Regions from separate parts of the Mus musculus genome. Here all the other regions are linked to region 1. The links are chromatin contacts, called in public Hi-C, HiChIP or PLAC-seq and promoter capture Hi-C maps. All regions are on one chromosome and are shown on one strand. The core of a region is the stretch at or near the end of the contact, and the rest is flanking DNA. Distances in the headings are between cores, read along the strand shown. Region 1 holds the start of Vamp4 (vesicle-associated membrane protein 4). Region 2 holds the start of Sell (selectin, lymphocyte). Region 3 holds the start of Klhl20 (kelch-like 20). Region 4 overlaps Scyl3 (SCY1-like 3 (S. cerevisiae)). Region 5 holds the start of Prdx6 (peroxiredoxin 6). Region 6 holds the start of BC055324 (cDNA sequence BC055324).

Region 1 (2,700 bases), core at 174-2,673:
AGCTAACAGCAAAAGCTGATCTTAGCCAACAGGAGAGAGGGATCAAGCAAATTCACAAAATGTCTTTACACGGTATGACACTAAAACGTAATGAGGAGTAAACCTCTTATTCAAGTTCTAAAATCCAAGCTATCAGTTTGAGGAAGGAAGCAAACTCAGGCTAGACAAATAAACAAACCACCAGCAAATCAGCAGATAGATAAACGAGCTACCCTGGAACTACCCGCAACTAATGATATTTACAGATTAAAAATAAGTAGCGTAAATAAACTGTACTCAGAAATCAGAGTTGACTCCATTCTGCCTACAGTTCCTCCTACCAAAAATATTCTTGTCGTTAACGTGTCTACGTAGTAAGAGTCATCGTGATGTCTTTCCACGTCGTGGATGGAACACCACACGGTTCACTGAAGTGTCAACATCGCACGACTCTTACGTGTACTTCCCCGCTTGCTCAAATCTCTCGTATGCATCTTCTGTAGTACGTTCTCTATTCCGTGGCTTTACATGTAACGCACTTCTAACCTGTTGTTTAATCTACACTGGCTTTTTACCTCGACAAAACAAGCTCTATTTCATTTCGCTAAAAAAGCTCGAATCTGGCTGGGCACGGCTTTCCTTTGCTCAGCCTCCATCCCCCTCGCCAGTTCTTCCTCATTTCTCATCTGCAGTCTCGGCTGGTAACAGTTCCACGCAAATCGTGACTGGAAATCTTACTCGCAAAACCTGTTACGTGTAAGGATTCACCTCCACCCCCGGGTCATTCTAAGCACAGCGGGGATGCGCGCTTTCTCCGAACCCCCGAGGAAGGACCTCAGGCGAGCCTCTCTGGCCAATTCCTCGGCTCCCTTCGCCGCCGCCACCCCAGGCCACGCACCCCGACATCTGCTCGGAACTCTGGCCCCCGACTCCCCGTACAGGTGCCCCCTCGGGAACAGCTCTCCCCCTGGAGGGCAACTCGATCTCAAAGCTCCTCGGCCGCCCCAGCCCCTCCCCAGTCCTCGCGCCCCTTCCTCAGGACACCCCGGGCCCCCGGCCTTCCCCACTCGCGACCCGACCCTCGCGCAGGCCGGTTCCCAGCCCCAGCGGACGTTGGGGGCGGTAGGCAGGGGCGTCGCCTGGCTTCCTGCCTGCTCAGGCGCGCCGGGGCGGGATACCTGCGGTCTCCGATGGGCTCCCGGCAGCAGTCCCTGCTGGCAGCGCAGGGCAGGCGGGGGAGGGAGCGGGAAGCGGAGGAAGAAGGGTGGGAGGGGGAAGGCCGAAGGCGCAGAGCCGCCACCGCTCCGCTCTGCTGCAGCGCCCCCGCTCATCGAGCGACTCGGCGCTCCGCCGCCTGGCGCTGGGCAGAGGGGGCGGGCTCAGGCGAGGGAGATCGAGCCGCTCGGTACTCCGAGTCCTGGAGAGGGCGCAAGGGGGCAGGCTCAGGCAACGGAGATCGAGCGTCTCGGCGCTCCGGGTCTTGTCTTCTGGCGGAGGGGACATGTTCAGGCAATGGAGACCCTGAGCGGGTCGATCGCTTCCGTCTTTCTTGAACCCGGGAGAATCCCCCGGGGTTGTGACGTTCAGATCCGATGGAGGAGCACGTGGGTTGTACATGGGATGAGTAGGGAACGCTGAGAAGTCTTTCAACTGGAGCTGAAAGGGTGACTAGGATGTAGGTCCCGTAGAAGATGCTACTTTGCGGGCTGTCTGAGGGACCTGAGTAAAAGGGGCCGCATGTGATAAAATATCTGTCTGATACCATTTACAAAATTGCTGAGGGTTACTCAGTTTCATTCCTTTTGCTTGTAGCCTAAATGGCAGGATCCAAACATAGGGATTCAGGCGGGAAACCACCCTTACATTGCCATTCTGCCAATAATTCATCTCCTTTACAGTCTCTGCTTGACATATTTATTTAAAGAAGTCTGGCGTTGATAGACTTAGTCCAAAACTGTAGAAATGTGTATTTCTTTTCTTTTTTTTTTTAATTTATCCTCCTCCAAGTCTTTTAAGCTTAATGGTTATTAGTCCTTTGTTAAGAGTTTTTAAACTGTGGGGAAATATATTGCCAGTTATTTGATAGACACAAAAATAAGAAAAGATGCTCAGGGACAAGAAAACAAACCGGAGGAGGAAAATTCCAGGAGAAAGCCCTCTTTCACCCGATCTTTAGTTAGGGTTGCTGTTGGGCTCACTGGTTGAGAGTTTTCTCCTCACAACTTGGCTGACTTGGACTGAAATGGCCTGCCCAGATAGAAGGTATCTTAGTCTGTGTCTCTGGCAGGGCATGGTAGTGAGATTATCACGGAGTCACTAGACAGCCCAGAGGTGGTCTTTTGTTTGTTTGTTTCTATTTATTTAATGTTTTTAAAAGATTTATTATGTGTATGGGTGTTTTTGGCTGCATGCATATATGTGCATACACTACTATGTGTATGCCTGATGCTCTTAAAGATCAGATGAGGACTTCAAATCCCCTGGGACTGGAGTTACAGGCTGTTGCAAGCTGCCATGTGGGTGCTAGGAATTGAACCTGGGTCGTTAACAAGAAGGATAAGTGCCTTTTCTCACTGAGCCGTCTCTCCAGCCCCTTCAGTTGATGATTTTATCCGTATATTTGCTTACTATGCCGAACTTCCTTGCCTTGTTTCCTTAGCTAGTTAATGTCCTTGTCTGTTAACAGCATAAGGAAATACGATAGTAGAGCTACAATGGACA
Region 2 (2,700 bases), core at 108-2,607, 1.5 Mb before region 1:
AGGACTATTGTGTAGATATCAGGATTTGGGCACATCACTAGAGAATGTCAATGCTAAGCTGGTATTAGGGGGACTCAGAAAAGTTCTGAAGGTCAGAGAAAGAATGAGAGTCCTTAAAAGAATTAATAGCCAAAAATAAAAAATACAAAAACAAAAAAAAAAATAAAACAAAAAAGCAACAAAAAAAAGAATTAATAGCCATCTACCTGATTGTATTCCCTGCAACTATGTACTTTCAATGAATATTTAAGAAAAGAACAATCACTGCCTAAGGCTTAGCCAAAAACAAAGGACATACCACAACAGAGCAGTGTCCAGACCCACAGCTTCAGGATGTTCCTCGAGCCCCAGTAAGTACCCTCACATCTCCATGGAAACACCTGTAAATGAAGTGCAAAATATTTAAACTCTGAACTGCAAACTTATAGCACCATGAGGCAGTGCCCTGGCACTTCTTCAATTCACAGATAAAGCCCATCAGCCCACTATCAACCGTATCCAAGGTAAACTATTTGGGGGGGGGTGGGTGTCATGGCTGAAAATTATGGCATCTACTTCATTACACACTGGTACACTACTTTATTTCATTTTCCTTCCAGGTTTCAGTCCCAGGTTGTTGATCATGATTAATGTTATGCTTTCCGATATTTCGGTATTCTTTGTACCTACTTTTCGACTGAGCTTTAAATCAAACAGAATCTTAATTTTTTTAATGCTCTTGTTTTTAATGCTCTTGGGGTCTAATGAACCAGTGACACTCACATTTGCCTTTCACGCTGGGTCATGAAGGAGCCATACCTCAAATATATGAAAGAATGATGTAGCCAGAAGCCAGGAAAGGCAAGCATTGCTTTTTTCAAGTAAGAAGCAATATATTTTTAATAACTCAAACAACAAAGCCATAGGCTTTCTGCACATCTTAAAACTGTAGTTTTGGATGTATATCACTCCTCAGGGAGTCACTCTGTGTCACCGCAAAGGTCTAATCTTATCTGTGCCCCTTCCAGCATTCCATCAAAGCAAACACCAAGGGAGAAAATCAGCAAGAAAGAGTCTAGAGTCATTTTCTTGAGACAGCATGCGTAGGGGTTTTGTTGTTGTTGTTGTTCTTGTTCTTGTTTGTTGGTTTCTATATTTCTTAAACGCAGAAATGATAGCTTCTTGCCCCCTTGCCACCTGCCTCTTCAACCCCAAGGAAAATTTTGAATATCTAGAGATCTCTTATAGGCTGGGATGCTCACCATGGCTTGCTGGGTCTCTCTGCAAGTCTCTCTGCAGGCCTCAGCCTCCTGCACCTGGGGCTCAGAGTTCTTGCACAAGGAGGGCGTGCTGCGCTCAGGAAGAATGTGCCAATGTCACCAGTGGGGTTTGCTTTCTTTCATTTCTCCAGCCCAGCCTCACATCCTCCGCCCCCAATTCTTCCTCTTTCTCTTCTCTCTCTCTCTCTCTCTATCTCTCTCTCCCCACCCCTTTCCTAATCTGGGCTCAATCATTTGCCCCAAGAACACAGTAGTGGACCAGAAGCTATGCCCCCTGCTCAGGATATCCCCAGTTTGGAAGGAGGAAAGGAAAGGGAGAGATATTGTAATTATATTATAATCCCCCAAATTAAAAAAAAAAAATAGAAAAAAAAAAAAGAAGCAATGGCAACTGGATTCTTCCCCACATCCTCTTAGTCCTTTCTGGTTACCTATGCCTCCTTCCCGTCCCTTCCCTTCCCTACCCTTCCCCTCCTCTACCTTCCCTTCCCCTCCCCTTTTTTCTCCTCCCTTCCCTTCCATTCTTCTCCCTTCCCACCCCACTTTCCTTTGTGTTCCTTGTTTTGTTTATAAACTCCCGACCATGGGGTAGGGGACCCTGGTCGTACCATAGATTAAAAACTTATTTCAGAGCTAGTTCACTTGCTCTTGAACTTCGGGAGCTTTCTGGAAGACTTGACCCAACTTAGTTCCTCTCCTTCCTCTTTCCTCGTTCACCCCCTAGTGGAAGTCCTTGTTAATGGCTCTTCTGAAAGCAAAATCCTAAATAAAATCCCAGGGCTCTAACTTAGAGAGGTTGGGGGACCTAGAAATACCTTGAGTAGAAAGTGTGAAGAGGGTAAGACAGCATATAAAGTTTGAATTCAGCCATTCAAAAGCAATCTGGAGGAAGTCACTGACATAATAGTATTTAAACTGTAAGAAAGTTAGTAATAATGACAAAAAATGGCATGTATGTGTCAACATACACACAGACACACACACACAAATATAATGTAGTAGCAACAATAACAACACTAGAACTTAACAGGTCATCTTAATTACCTTTGAAAGTCTAAAATGGGGCAGTGGTGGCGCACGCCTTTAATCCCAGCATTTGGGAGACAGAGGCAGGCAGATTTCTGAGTTCAAGGCCAGCCTGGTCTACAGAGTGAGTTCCAGGACAGCCAGGGCTACAGAGAAACTCTGTCTCGAAAAACAAAAACAAAAAACAAAAACAAACCAAAAAAAAAAAAAAGCTGAGCAGTGGTGGCGCACGCCTTTAATCCCAGCACTTGGGAGGCAGAGGCAGGCAGATTTCTGAGTTCGAGGCCAGCCTGGTCTACAGGATAACCAGAGCTATACAGAGAAACCTTGTCTCGGGGGGAAAAAAAAACCTAAAACAAAACAAAATAATAATAATAATAAAAAAGAAAGTCTAAAATGCTACAGAGGAGTAACT
Region 3 (2,700 bases), core at 121-2,620, 1.4 Mb after region 1:
CCCCAGACTCACACATTATAAAACCAGTTCTAAGTATATTTTCAACTAGAAATTTAGGATCCCTAAGAGGACGCCTATGGGATTGTAGGAGTTCTATAATAATTGGAAATGCCAGTTTTTTCATATGTTTATTTTTATGTATACTTTGTTAATTGGCATAAATATGAAGAGCTGATTCACACTGAACTCCTCCCCTTTAAAAAGAAACAGAGTAGTTGAAGCACAAGCCAGCTTACAGTGGGTAGTAGGTTAAGAAGGAATCAATGGGTTAAGAATAGGAAATATTACTTTCACCCTGGCTTAAAAGCCCATTTTAGTTACTAGCATTCCTTAATGTTTTTATAACTCCCTTGCTATAGAACTGTATAGCTATAAAGAATTAAAATCATGACTCATATTTTGGAAGAATCTGAGTCACTTTGAAGATGACTTTTAGACAATCTACACAAAAGAAACCTGAGAGGTGCACATATAAGATGCCATTTCAATGGATCAGAAAAATGTACATCTAAACTATTTTATACCCATCAGATTGGCAAAAAATTAAAGTTGAAAGTACCAATAATATGGACCAACGAGAATCCTTGAACCTTTCTGGAGGAAGATATAATATAATTGTGGCCAGAATCTAGAACCATTGTACACGGCATCAAGTTGTGGCTCTAACCCTTACAGGCTATGCTCCGTAGATACCCTTACCCTTTTGTAAGTTACATAACGCTTTGGTACCGACTGGAATGGCACTATCTGAAACATAATGCTACCACCATTTGGAAAAATGGTAATAAATCCTTCAATAAGAGAGATACTAGAACTGATAAACTAATACACAATGTTATATGCTAAGTATTTGATAATAAATGGGGTATCCATAGCTGTTACTAGTACATATATTATTTACTTATATATCACTGGTACATATGAAGAAAAAACTTGGCCAAATGACAAAGTGTATCATAGAACTAGAATTAGAAGTTGAATTTAAAGACCAATCATTCCCACTACAAGTTTATTAATATGAGGTATATTTCCTATCAAAAACAACTGCACAGAGTCTATAGATGTCAAATAAAGTTCAGCTAAAGAAATTTTGGTTAATAATAGCCTTGTATAGTTTTCAATACATCAGCAACAGACTTTTAGTTATATACTCAAAAATGAAACCCTCACCTCATACATATTTTATTTGGTTGCTCTCTAAGTATATTGTAAAAGTCAGATCGACTAATGGTACCAGTCCTGGGAAACGCTCAGCGAAAGGCACAGCTACTTCCGGAGCCATGACGGAACTACTTGCCCGAACACGTGCAGTTCCGTGGGAAGGATTTAGCCATCGGACCGCTTCCTGTTTCTGGATCTGGGCGGGTGCAGGGAAAGGAAATCGCTGCAGGAGCCGCATCCTGCCTGCGCTAGCGGCTCCAGAGGTGGAGGCAGAGAGGGCGGAGAAGGCAGAGAGGGTGCCGCAGAGAGAAAAGTGTCAAAGCCAGTAAGTCAGAGCTCTAGAGCACGGGATGGAGAACAGAGCCCTAGGTCTCGCTTTGCAGATCTATGAGCTCAACTTGCCGAACTGCCCGGCGGGGTCAGGGCAGTGCTTTCTAGGCTGCCTGTCAGTCGTGCCTCTAAGGGACGGTAGGGTTCCTCGGTCGGGCCTTTCAGGGCTCCAGGCTGCGCTGCTGCTGGCTGCCCGAGGTGTCTTGAAGCCAGGGCAAGGCTGTGCAATGCTTGCTGGGGACGCAGGACTCCGCATCCTGGACAGCTTCACTTGGAATTCTAAGGGAGCGAGCACTCTGCCTCCCATTTTCTCTCTGGAAGCCAGCAAGATCCTGGCGGTGAACAATATTTCGGCGACTAAGACGAGAGCTTGGGAGAGTTGTAGTCTAGAACTACTTTCCCTGCCCTTGTTCAAGCTGCCCGGGCTGGGCTGGTCGGAAGTGGAGTTGTTTTTAAAGGCAACCGCCTCCGGCCTGCTTGTCACTTCAGAATAAGTTAACAACCTTCGGATTCAGTGCTAAAACAATGCTTTTCCTATCCGAGTCACTAAATTAGTACTGCTGCTGGTATCAAGTGATTACTCTGCAAATATACTTGATGGTGAAGTTAAAAAATCAAAAAACTCCCCAGGTGCTTCTTGAGCAGAAAACACCAACTAGCGATCATGACTATTTTGATCCTGACTGCTTTCCCAGTCACCCTCACATTCACATATAATCTGTCACCTTAGCATCTTTAGTTAGTGATAGTCCTCTTAAAGGCATTACATTATGATTGCGCATCTACGCAAAGATTACATTAGGATGTAAGATTCCTGATTACAGACGAAATGAGTGAAGTGATTATACAAGTTGCTGGAGAACTCGAACAGTTTTTAGTAAGCTACTACTTCTCTCTTGTTGAAGGTACGGCTTTAGAACACGGTGAAGGATACTTTTCATGGTGCAGGGAAGGAAAGCCAATGCGCAGGTAAGCCTTTTTAAGAATATGAAACATTGATTTCAGTGATTGAAATTAAGCTTCTACTAACAGTGCATCGTTTACGATTATTTATTCACAAACCTTAACAAATCCTGCTTGGAATTAATCGTTCTTGTTTCAAGTAAATCGAAACTAGTAATGTCAGAAAATAGCAACTTCGTTTATTTGGTTGTGTTGTTTTGTGTTGTCTAGGGATTTTTGGGTTTCTTTGCTCGTTTGTTTGCTTTG
Region 4 (2,700 bases), core at 167-2,666, 1.4 Mb before region 1:
AGCAAGCCTAGAGGAGCCTACTGTGAGAGGATGTAATAGAGGAGCCTACTGTGAGAGGATGTAATAGAGGAGCCTACTGTGAGAGGATGTAATAGAGGAGCCTACTGTGAGAGGATGTAATAGAGGAGCCTACTGTGAGAGGATATAATGGAAGGGCACTTGCTGCTGTCCTTAGGCTTCAGCAGTGACCACACCTTTCCAATGCTCTCACTGTCACAGACACTGATTAAGTGGACTACCCTGGAAGAAGTGGCACTATCAAAGAAGCTGCTGATCCCCAAGTCCCCTGTGGTGAAGTGAAAACACCAAAGAGGATCTAGGAAATGGAACTTTTATAGAAGTCACCAGTGTTTTCTCATTTTTCTGACTTTTGGACCTAGGCAAGGCCAGTTTCTGAAGAGTCTACAGATAGTTCCAAACCTGTAAACTATTCTGTTCCAAGACAGCATGGCTCCCATCCTACCACATCCCTACCATACCATCCTACCATATCCCTACCTTATCATCCTAGCATATCCTACCATACTGTCCTAGCATATCCCTACCATACCGTCCTAGCATATCCCTACCATACCATCCTACCATATCCCTACCTTATCATCCTAGCATATCCTATCATACCGTCCTAGCATATCCCTACCATACCGTCCTAGCATATCCCTACCATATTGCCCAACACTTAAGCACACAGCTTGGCATGCACAGGTACTGCCTTCATTCTCACGCTGACACCTATATGTGATTCTTGAACAATTCATTATTAAGGCCCTATCTTCCATGATTTCCTCCACATAAAAATTCGTGTTACTTTTAACTTTTACCAAGACTTAATTTTCATTAGCCTGTTGACCAGTAGTTTTACTGAAAACAGTCTAAACACAAACTTTTCTATGGTGGGTAAATTAAAAGACAGTGGAAATACACCAGAAACTCAAGAAACCACTTTGTGCGACGTGAGCCATTTTTCTGCGTTTGTTGAGATGATTTGTGTCATGTGCTGCTTGAGGGTGATGCTTGAAATGCTTAGCATACCAGTAATATGCGCTCCAATGAATTTTTTGCATTTATAATTTAATACCACATCTTTATGTCTGTTTACATTTCTCACGCAAATGGTAGCGTATGTGGACTATAAATGTATGTGCTCATAATCGTAAACTTCTCCTAAGAGACAAGTTGTTTACCTTTCATGGCCCTAGGCGATAAGCAGACCATCTACATTTATTTTATGTGTCCACCACATCCTTTCCTCCTTTGGTATTTCTAGGCTGTAACATTTGTCACAGAGTTTCAATTTTTTTAAGTCTAAAAAACAAAGAACCTTTAAAGACTCCTGTCCAATCGAAGTGGACCTGTGTATCCCAAAGAGGCGGAGCTAATGCACAAGCGCTTTAACAGAAGCAACTGCCTCAGGGAGGGAGCTGGCCTGCTCCACCCTGCTGCTTCCGGCAGTTTGCTCCTCCTGCCACACACGGATGTCTGATGTGGCCTGGAATGCGCTTTGATGATTTTCTTCCCTCTGCACTATTACACAGTTCTTAAAGAACTTGAGTTACATATAGTGGTAACAATTTACTATAATGAATTATCTTTATAGAGACTATGATAGCATGAGAAATAAAGTATTTCTAAAATTCATCTACAAATACAAGAAAATAATAACTGTTGACAGACTTATAAACACAAATATATACAATTGTATTTCCCAATTTAAGAAATGGAGGAGGGAACCTGCTATATTGGGAAAAGTCCAAAACATTTTCTCACAAACATAAATGTCAACTGTACTTGTGGTGACTACAGGACTAACTTAGTAACACCCCACCACACGGTGCCTCTCTAGAGGCCTCATCTTCCTTGGGGAGGCTGTATCCTTCCTTCTGTTCTGATCCCTTCCAAGCTCTAAGTACAAACACATAAACATACTTTGTTTAAGAAACATGGGTTAGGTTTGTTAATAAAACTCACAAACATGGAACTAACCTGGGCACAAGCTCTGTGGTTACAGAAATAAAAAAAAAAACGTAATTAAAACTAACCTTGAAGTTCAAAACCATCTGTGAACCCGGGGTGTTTATTCTGTGTCCTTCCCTCTGACCAACGCCTATACACTGAGACTAAGGGAACCATCTACTGCCAGACGAAACACAAACCTGCCCCCTCTCAACAAGACAGATTCAGAGAACAGGCACCCATAATGCAGTGGCAGCACAAGGCGGGGCCATGCTTATCAACTTTATCTACTTTCTCAATTAGTTTCCAACTGAAAACTATTTGACACGGACTAGTTCTTTCTAATCAAACTTCCTACTGAATCTGGATATAATTCCTTCATGACAGCTGAGAAGTTTTCAAACTTTCTGTGATAAAAACCTGAAAGGCAAACCAATCTCTCTCTCTTCCTCTCTTTCCCTCTCTGTAGTGTGTCACATGATGCCCTCACCTGAAGAAATCATGGGACAGTAAGGTGCTGAGTGCTGGCCGACACTCGGGCATGGGGTTCAGCAGAGCTGAGTGCAGGATCTGTAGGAAGCTGGAGAGAACGTCCGCTGAAACTGAAATCCAGAGCTACAGTTAGTTCCAGGCCTTCTCCCTCTTTTCGGACCTCTCTAGCTGGAGACTGATGAGAGCAAAAACCAACCTGAAAAAGCCCAAGCAAACAGAGCCCTGGCTGTTGCTGCACGACTTCTGCTCGTTCAG
Region 5 (2,700 bases), core at 123-2,622, 1.3 Mb after region 1:
GACAGGGCTTATCACCATGATGAAAACGCAGGGTACAGTGGGTCGCTGCACTCAGCACCGCCACACGCTTTCCTTTAAATCCGTTGAGTCTGTTCCAGAGGATTCCTCACACCGAACAACAAACACTCACAGCTCCCCTGTCCATATCACCTTACATGATATCATAACTGCACTTTTCCTGTAAGAGCTGGGACTATGTCTCACATCAGGCCTCGCACGGTGTCTAGCTAGCAATAAGGAAAGTGAGAGTTACTGCGTGAATTGTGTCATCTAATAATAGCTACCACTCTGAGAGCACCTGCCATGTTCTAAGTAGTCTACTGTCCTGCAGGCTTCCCCAGGCTGGGCCACACAATCTGAAGCTGACCTCCAGGTAGCCTCACTTAACTTACATAAACTCGCTTTAGTTTCTCCAGCTAGGACTCGGGGCTTTCTAATACATTGTCCTCCACCACACCTTAGCGCTGGCGATTGGACCTAGGGCCTCCCACACTCCAGTCAAGCATCCTGCCGCACACCTGCTTCCTCATTCCCCTTTATTTTGAGACAGACTCTAAGTTCCCCAGGTTGGCCTTGAACTTCCTCTGTAGCTCAGAATTTACAGTCCTTCTCCTTTCTCCAGAGTAGTTGGGGTTTCTGGTTTGCGATCACCAGGCTGAGCTTCTAACAGATTCTGGTTTCTGTGCAGAATGTCTGCCATCTGTCTCTAATAAGGGCAGGCATCTTTCTCCACTTTGTGCTTAGGAAATAGGAAGTCAGTGGATCAAAATGTCCCATTTCTTCAGGTGGGAATTCACTTGCATACACTCGATCTCAAGAAGCCTGTTGTGAAACCTATATTTAAACTTTAGGAATAATGTGTTGAGCATTTTATAAGGAACTCCAGGAATGGGGAGGCAAAATTTAAAAAAAAAAAAAAACGGTTCTTTCCATTGCCCTCTTATTGACATTGGTACAGAATGTTTGCTGCAATAAGAAAGCCACTTCCTCTGACTTAGCCCACGTCACAAGTCTGGTTCTTGCCACATCCTGAAAAACTTCTGAAACCCAGGTTGGCTGAGTAGTCAGTCATTCAGCCAACTACTAGATGCTCATAGTAAAAGAGGGCTATACCCCAAGACCTCTAAATTGTAAGTCCAACAGGGGTGAGAATGTCAGAGGATTTGCGCTAATTCCGCCTTCTCCTAGAGCATCTTTGCAGAGCCGCCAGATCTACAAGTCCCCGCAATTCTCGGTCTTGCGCTTCCTTCCTATTGCACGTGGCCTTCTTTAGCTCCAGAATCTCCCTTGCCTGCAAGCTCCACGTGAAGAACCGCAGCCGCCAGACTCGCGGTCGCCCCACCCCGCCCCAGCCCCGCCCCAGCCCCGCCCACTCGGCCAGCACTGATCTAGGTCTCCGCAGGAGCCCGCCCGCTGCTCACTGCTGCGGCTGCGCCTCCTTGTTCTCAGCGTCACCACTGCCGCCATGCCCGGAGGGTTGCTTCTCGGGGACGAAGCCCCCAACTTTGAGGCCAATACCACCATCGGCCGCATCCGCTTCCACGATTTCCTGGGAGATTCGTAAGTGGCCACCGCGTTGCCCTGCCAGGTGACGGGTCCCCAGAGCTACCTGCCTCGCTTCTTTCCGGGTTGCGCTCGGCCGCGGCGGGTCTCTGGCTTAGCCCCTCACCGGTTCCCGCACGTGCCCGCCGCCGGGGTCCTGCCGAGCATCACCGGGCATTGCTGGGGACCTGCGACCTCTGCCCGGCCCTACGCCGATCAGCGGATCCTTCCCTGACCCAGCGTGGCTGGCCTGGCATGGGAAAGGAGGTCCTTGCCGAGGACGGTTTGTTGTCTGTTTAACCTGGTTTTGTAAACAGTGTTGGGTTTGTGTCGGGGTCGATCTGAAAGCCCAGGGGAGGTGGGGCAGGGTTGCTCGGTGTTTGAGGTCATTTCCCGGGACGCTTGCCCAGGGTCGCACTGCCCGCCCTCCTGCCGCTCTAGAAGTTGTACCTTGCGGAAGGTGGGTGCCTAAGGTCAAAGTTAGAGCACACAGCCACAAATTAAGGGCTGTCCCGACGTTATCTGGGTTCCTCTTAACTTCGGGGAGTGTTTGCGGACTTCTGAATTAAAAAACAAAACAAAACTACGGTGCCAAGTAAGTAGCCAAAAGACTTTTTGTCCAGAGCCTCCTTCAGAGGTCAAAAATAAGATTATATGTAACAGCTTTGGGAGCACCCAGAAACACTCTGTAGGCGTGACCGTGATTCTAGAAGAAGCAATGCTTTGAGGGAAAGGCTGCGACCATTTTGCCACTCTAGGCCATTCCAAGGCTAGGACACGTGTGCCTCCCCACTTGGAGACTCTTTTGTTTCCCAGTGGTCCCCTCCCCCTCTGCTTTGCATCAGCGCCTGGCCTTGCTGCTGATAACAACAGTGGTGGCCACAGTGGCTAGGTATGCACCGATTTTGTCTTAGTTTTACAGCTCCTGAATGCACACATTGTAAGATGCTTAGTTTCAGTCCGCTTTTTGCATACGCGTCAGGCTATGTTGTGGTTCTGGAGTTTCAGTGCCCAATGACACTGAATAAACAAACTCTTGGGTCTGTCTGTGTCCTTTTCGTATCTAGTATGTATGTATGTATGTATGTATGTATGTATGTATGTATGTATGTACGTGAGGACAGAGCAGTTTATGAAACTACTCCGTGACCAGGCAGG
Region 6 (2,700 bases), core at 193-2,692, 1.4 Mb before region 1:
ACGTTCTGTAGATTGCCTTTTGTCCTGCTTTCCTTTCTGACTTTCTAAGACACAAGTTCCATCATCGAGGGATGTTAATTTATTTTCCAGATCTTCTTCTATGCTGAAATTGAATTGAAAGGCCATCCTCTTTTTCTATGCACACCGTTTTTTTACCAAAGGATGATGCTTCAGCTTCTAGAAAGAATTTAATGGCATAACCGATCACACAGTCGATTAGTTCTGTTGCGCCCAATGTCTGTTAGCTGCGTATACACCATCAGATGTATTCAGAGGGGGCTCCAAAGACGTTTTAGACGCCTTTGATCCTTTTTCAGTTCAGCCCTGGAAAGGGAAGGGGGAAAAGAAAATGTTTAAAAACAAAAACAAAAAAAGGCTGTGTGTATGCGATTTAGCAAAATGCACAGATGCCTTAAGTATTCAAAAGTAGAAGATAAAACATAAAGACAAACAAAAGAATAGCTATAGCAGCTACCACCTTCACCAGAACAATAAACCCCAAGATTTGTAGACAGGACAGCCTAGCTACCTGCTGCCTGGTCTTTTTTTTTTTTTTTTTTTTTTTGGTTTTTCGAGACAGGGTTTCTCTATAGCCCTGGCTGTTCTGGAACTCACTTTGTAGACCAGGCTGGCCTCGAACTCAGAAATCCACCTGCCTCTGTCTCCCGAGTGCTGGGATTAAAGGCGTGCGCCACCATGCCCAGCTTCCTGCCTGGTCTTTTAGTTGCCTTGTGCTCAGGCATCTTCACCTTCATCTTCCTAAATTTCTGACGCATCTACAGTAATTATTTTCTCTTTGTTCACAGTGGCATCCAGGTTTGTTCCTTCATCTCTGCCTCGCAAAAACAGTTTAAGGTTTTATTTGGGTAAGTAGGGTATCCATTTTCAAACACACACAGGTGTGTGTGATCTGGTGTGTGCAAACTCATCCAAACGGTACATTTATGTGTACGTAGTTCTACACCTTATGTGACTGGAGGGATGAATAAAGACTAGGACTGTGGAAAGTATAATCGATTGTATAGAAACATTTCCGGCAATATGCCAGACCATAACACCCGTTTTAATTTGCACATTTCTGGACGGTGGGATCTCCGTTCACTTGGCAGGAGCCGTAGGAACGGAAGCACGCACGCCAGTAAAATCATTCCTATTCTCGAACGCACCTCACAGGGGAGTAGAGTCATTCCTGGCCTCAGCCCAGGTCACCCTTGAAACTACGCGTCGTCTCAAAGTCCCCCCGGACTGAGGATAGCAAACCTGAGGACTTCTGGTCTCAGCATTGGAAAGTCAGACGCCAGGGCGAACAAACTACCGGAGAAACTCGCCTTCAGCCTACGGCGAACACCAACGAGATGAGTCCTCCAATAGCTAGAGAGGGCCCCGACGCTTGGGGGCGAGAGTGCTCCTCTCTATGGTTTGGTGGGGGCGGAGCTCTCTCAAAGCCTGCTGGGACGGCGTTCCAAGCTGTGGCGGGAGTCGTGCGGATTCGTTCGTCTCTCGGGGGTGGCGAAAGAATGTCGCAGGACGATGCGGAGGTGGCGAGCGGGGTCGTGCTGGAGGAACTCAGCAGCTGGTCGGAGGAGATGTGCCGTCGGGAGCTGCCTTCGGTGCTGCCCCGGCTCCTCATATCCTTGGAGGGCGCTGAGCGGGGGGTGTGTCGCGAGCCTGCTCCGCCCTGACGCGGGCAGCCTGGGATTCGAACTCTGTTTTGTTTTGCGAGGTGATGGTTAAGGGAACGAGGACAACCGTGGGTTGAGGGGCTAGGCGCGCCTAGCATTGTCGGACGATTGCGACTGGAGCGTTTGAAAATGATGAGTGCTCTCATGCCTTAAGTTTAGTTCTCTGTTCCTAAGTTTGCCCGGTCGGTCGCACTTGCCTAAGTGTGGGAGATGCCCGCGCTGGTGCTCAGTATCTGGATGAAGCGTGAGAGCTGAAGGATGTAGTTGTAGTTCTTCCGTGGTACCACATCTTCAAAGGATGGTCTGTAAACAAAAATGCTTTTCCCCTTTCGAACCCGTTTCCCTTTTAAGTTACAAGGCGGTGCTTCAGGTATTGGCTTTAATCGAGTTGTAATTGTGTGGAGTTAGGTGCAAAGAATAATTATGTAATGCTTTTGTGTTTGTAATTGGAAGTCGACTCCCTTCATGTAAAAGGTGATTTTAATTTTATGATTTTGATCATACCTTCTATTTAAAATTACACACACAGAAACAGACACACACACACCCCTCCAAAAACTGAAAATACCATTACATTTAGTGAAAGTTCAAACCTTGCACGAATGATGTTTCATAGTATAACTTAAGTTCTCTCACACTGAAGTCATTCCTTAGACATTAGCAAAATCCAACGTGGTGCTGATGACCGTTTTTAAAGTACTCCGTGTGTGGATATGGAATTATTTTGCTTTTTAGATGGTAGTCCTGACTGGCCTGATACTAGCTATACAAAACAGACTGGTCTTGGGTTTGCAGTAATCCTGAGTTTGCAGTGCTGGAATTTTTGTGTGTCAACGAGAAGGGTTGTTTTTATGGAATTTCCTCCTGGAAACAACTGTTTTCCTACTCAAAAGATGTTTATTTATGTAATGTGTGTCTCAGACTGCTAGGCTTAGAGGGAATGAAGATATCTGTTATTTACCCTCCCCTCAGTATTACAGGTACCACACTACATTTAGAGTACCATTTCTACCTTACC

What was found. Promoter capture Hi-C pulls out the DNA fragments that hold promoters and counts their contacts. A called contact is a pair of places that touch in the nucleus more often than the background predicts. HiChIP or PLAC-seq counts read pairs in DNA pulled down with a chosen protein or histone mark. Capture Hi-C pulls out chosen DNA fragments and counts their contacts.
Region 2: an H3K27ac HiChIP or PLAC-seq map of thymic regulatory T cells shows a contact between it and region 1, with 6 times the contacts expected there. The contact joins the promoter of Sell here to the promoter of Vamp4 in region 1. A contact is called at or near these places in 2 of 39 promoter capture datasets (both in liver), 1 of 484 Hi-C or Micro-C datasets (B cells), 1 of 115 datasets of contacts at active chromatin or transcription factors (thymic regulatory T cells) and 1 of 9 other capture datasets (liver).
Region 3: a contact with region 1 is called in a promoter capture Hi-C map of liver, with 2.0 times the contacts expected there. The contact joins the promoter of Klhl20 here to the promoter of Vamp4 in region 1. A contact is called at or near these places in 5 of 39 promoter capture datasets (the 3T3-L1 cell line, the HPC-7 cell line, hippocampal neurons and 2 more) and 2 of 9 other capture datasets (adipose tissue and liver).
Region 4: a promoter capture Hi-C map of embryonic stem cells shows a contact between it and region 1, with 3 times the contacts expected there. The contact joins the enhancer-like site here to the promoter of Vamp4 in region 1. A contact is called at or near these places in 8 of 39 promoter capture datasets (3T3-L1-derived adipocytes, the C10 cell line, embryonic stem cells and 4 more), 3 of 484 Hi-C or Micro-C datasets (embryonic stem cells, liver and regulatory T cells), 1 of 115 datasets of contacts at active chromatin or transcription factors (pro-B cells) and 2 of 9 other capture datasets (adipose tissue and liver).
Region 5: a contact with region 1 is called in a Hi-C map of B cells, with 7 read pairs. The contact joins the promoter of Prdx6 here to the promoter of Vamp4 in region 1. A contact is called at or near these places in 3 of 39 promoter capture datasets (the C10 cell line, hippocampal neurons and liver), 2 of 484 Hi-C or Micro-C datasets (B cells and cardiomyocytes), 2 of 115 datasets of contacts at active chromatin or transcription factors (astrocytes and stem cell-derived neural progenitor cells) and 1 of 9 other capture datasets (liver).
Region 6: a promoter capture Hi-C map of liver shows a contact between it and region 1, with 6 times the contacts expected there. The contact joins the promoter of BC055324 here to the promoter of Vamp4 in region 1. A contact is called at or near these places in 9 of 39 promoter capture datasets (the C10 cell line, HPC-7-derived erythroid cells, cranial neural crest and 5 more), 1 of 484 Hi-C or Micro-C datasets (B cells), 2 of 115 datasets of contacts at active chromatin or transcription factors (astrocytes and pancreatic cancer cells) and 2 of 9 other capture datasets (adipose tissue and embryonic stem cells).

Annotation. Positions count from the first base shown.
Region 1 is chr1:162,569,238-162,571,937 of GRCm38.p6, reverse strand. Vamp4 (vesicle-associated membrane protein 4) reads right to left here and starts at 1,423. Exons shown (of 8, transcript NM_001356527.1): 1 at 1,158-1,423.
Region 2 is chr1:164,060,733-164,063,432 of GRCm38.p6, reverse strand. It overlaps Sell (selectin, lymphocyte), which reads right to left and starts at 1,357. Exons shown (of 9, transcript NM_011346.2): 1 at 1,242-1,357; 2 at 299-380. The coding sequence starts at 1,244. Gm51665 (a long non-coding RNA gene) reads left to right here and starts at 441. Exons shown (of 2, transcript XR_003948100.1): 1 at 441-503.
Region 3 is chr1:161,130,149-161,132,848 of GRCm38.p6, reverse strand. It overlaps Klhl20 (kelch-like 20), which reads left to right and starts at 1,370. Exons shown (of 12, transcript NM_001039482.1): 1 at 1,370-1,486; 2 at 2,397-2,460. The coding sequence starts at 2,453.
Region 4 is chr1:163,940,962-163,943,661 of GRCm38.p6, reverse strand. Scyl3 (SCY1-like 3 (S. cerevisiae)) reads right to left here. Exons shown (of 14, transcript NM_028776.5): 7 at 2,444-2,555. Among named protein-coding and RNA genes, the nearest start is that of Scyl3, 13 kb to the right of the region's middle. Within about 2 kb of position 1,416, at least 10 of the 459 cell types and tissues checked have an H3K27ac peak or open chromatin away from gene starts, as enhancers often do. A contact at or near this core is called in embryonic stem cells, where this site is marked.
Region 5 is chr1:161,249,882-161,252,581 of GRCm38.p6, reverse strand. Prdx6 (peroxiredoxin 6) reads left to right here and starts at 1,372. Exons shown (of 5, transcript NM_007453.4): 1 at 1,372-1,560. The coding sequence starts at 1,466.
Region 6 is chr1:163,993,538-163,996,237 of GRCm38.p6, reverse strand. It overlaps BC055324 (cDNA sequence BC055324), which reads left to right and starts at 1,442. Exons shown (of 24, transcript NM_201364.2): 1 at 1,442-1,628. The coding sequence starts at 1,518. Mettl18 (methyltransferase like 18) reads right to left here and starts at 1,349. Exons shown (of 2, transcript NM_027279.3): 1 at 1,167-1,349; 2 at 1-324. The coding sequence starts at 126.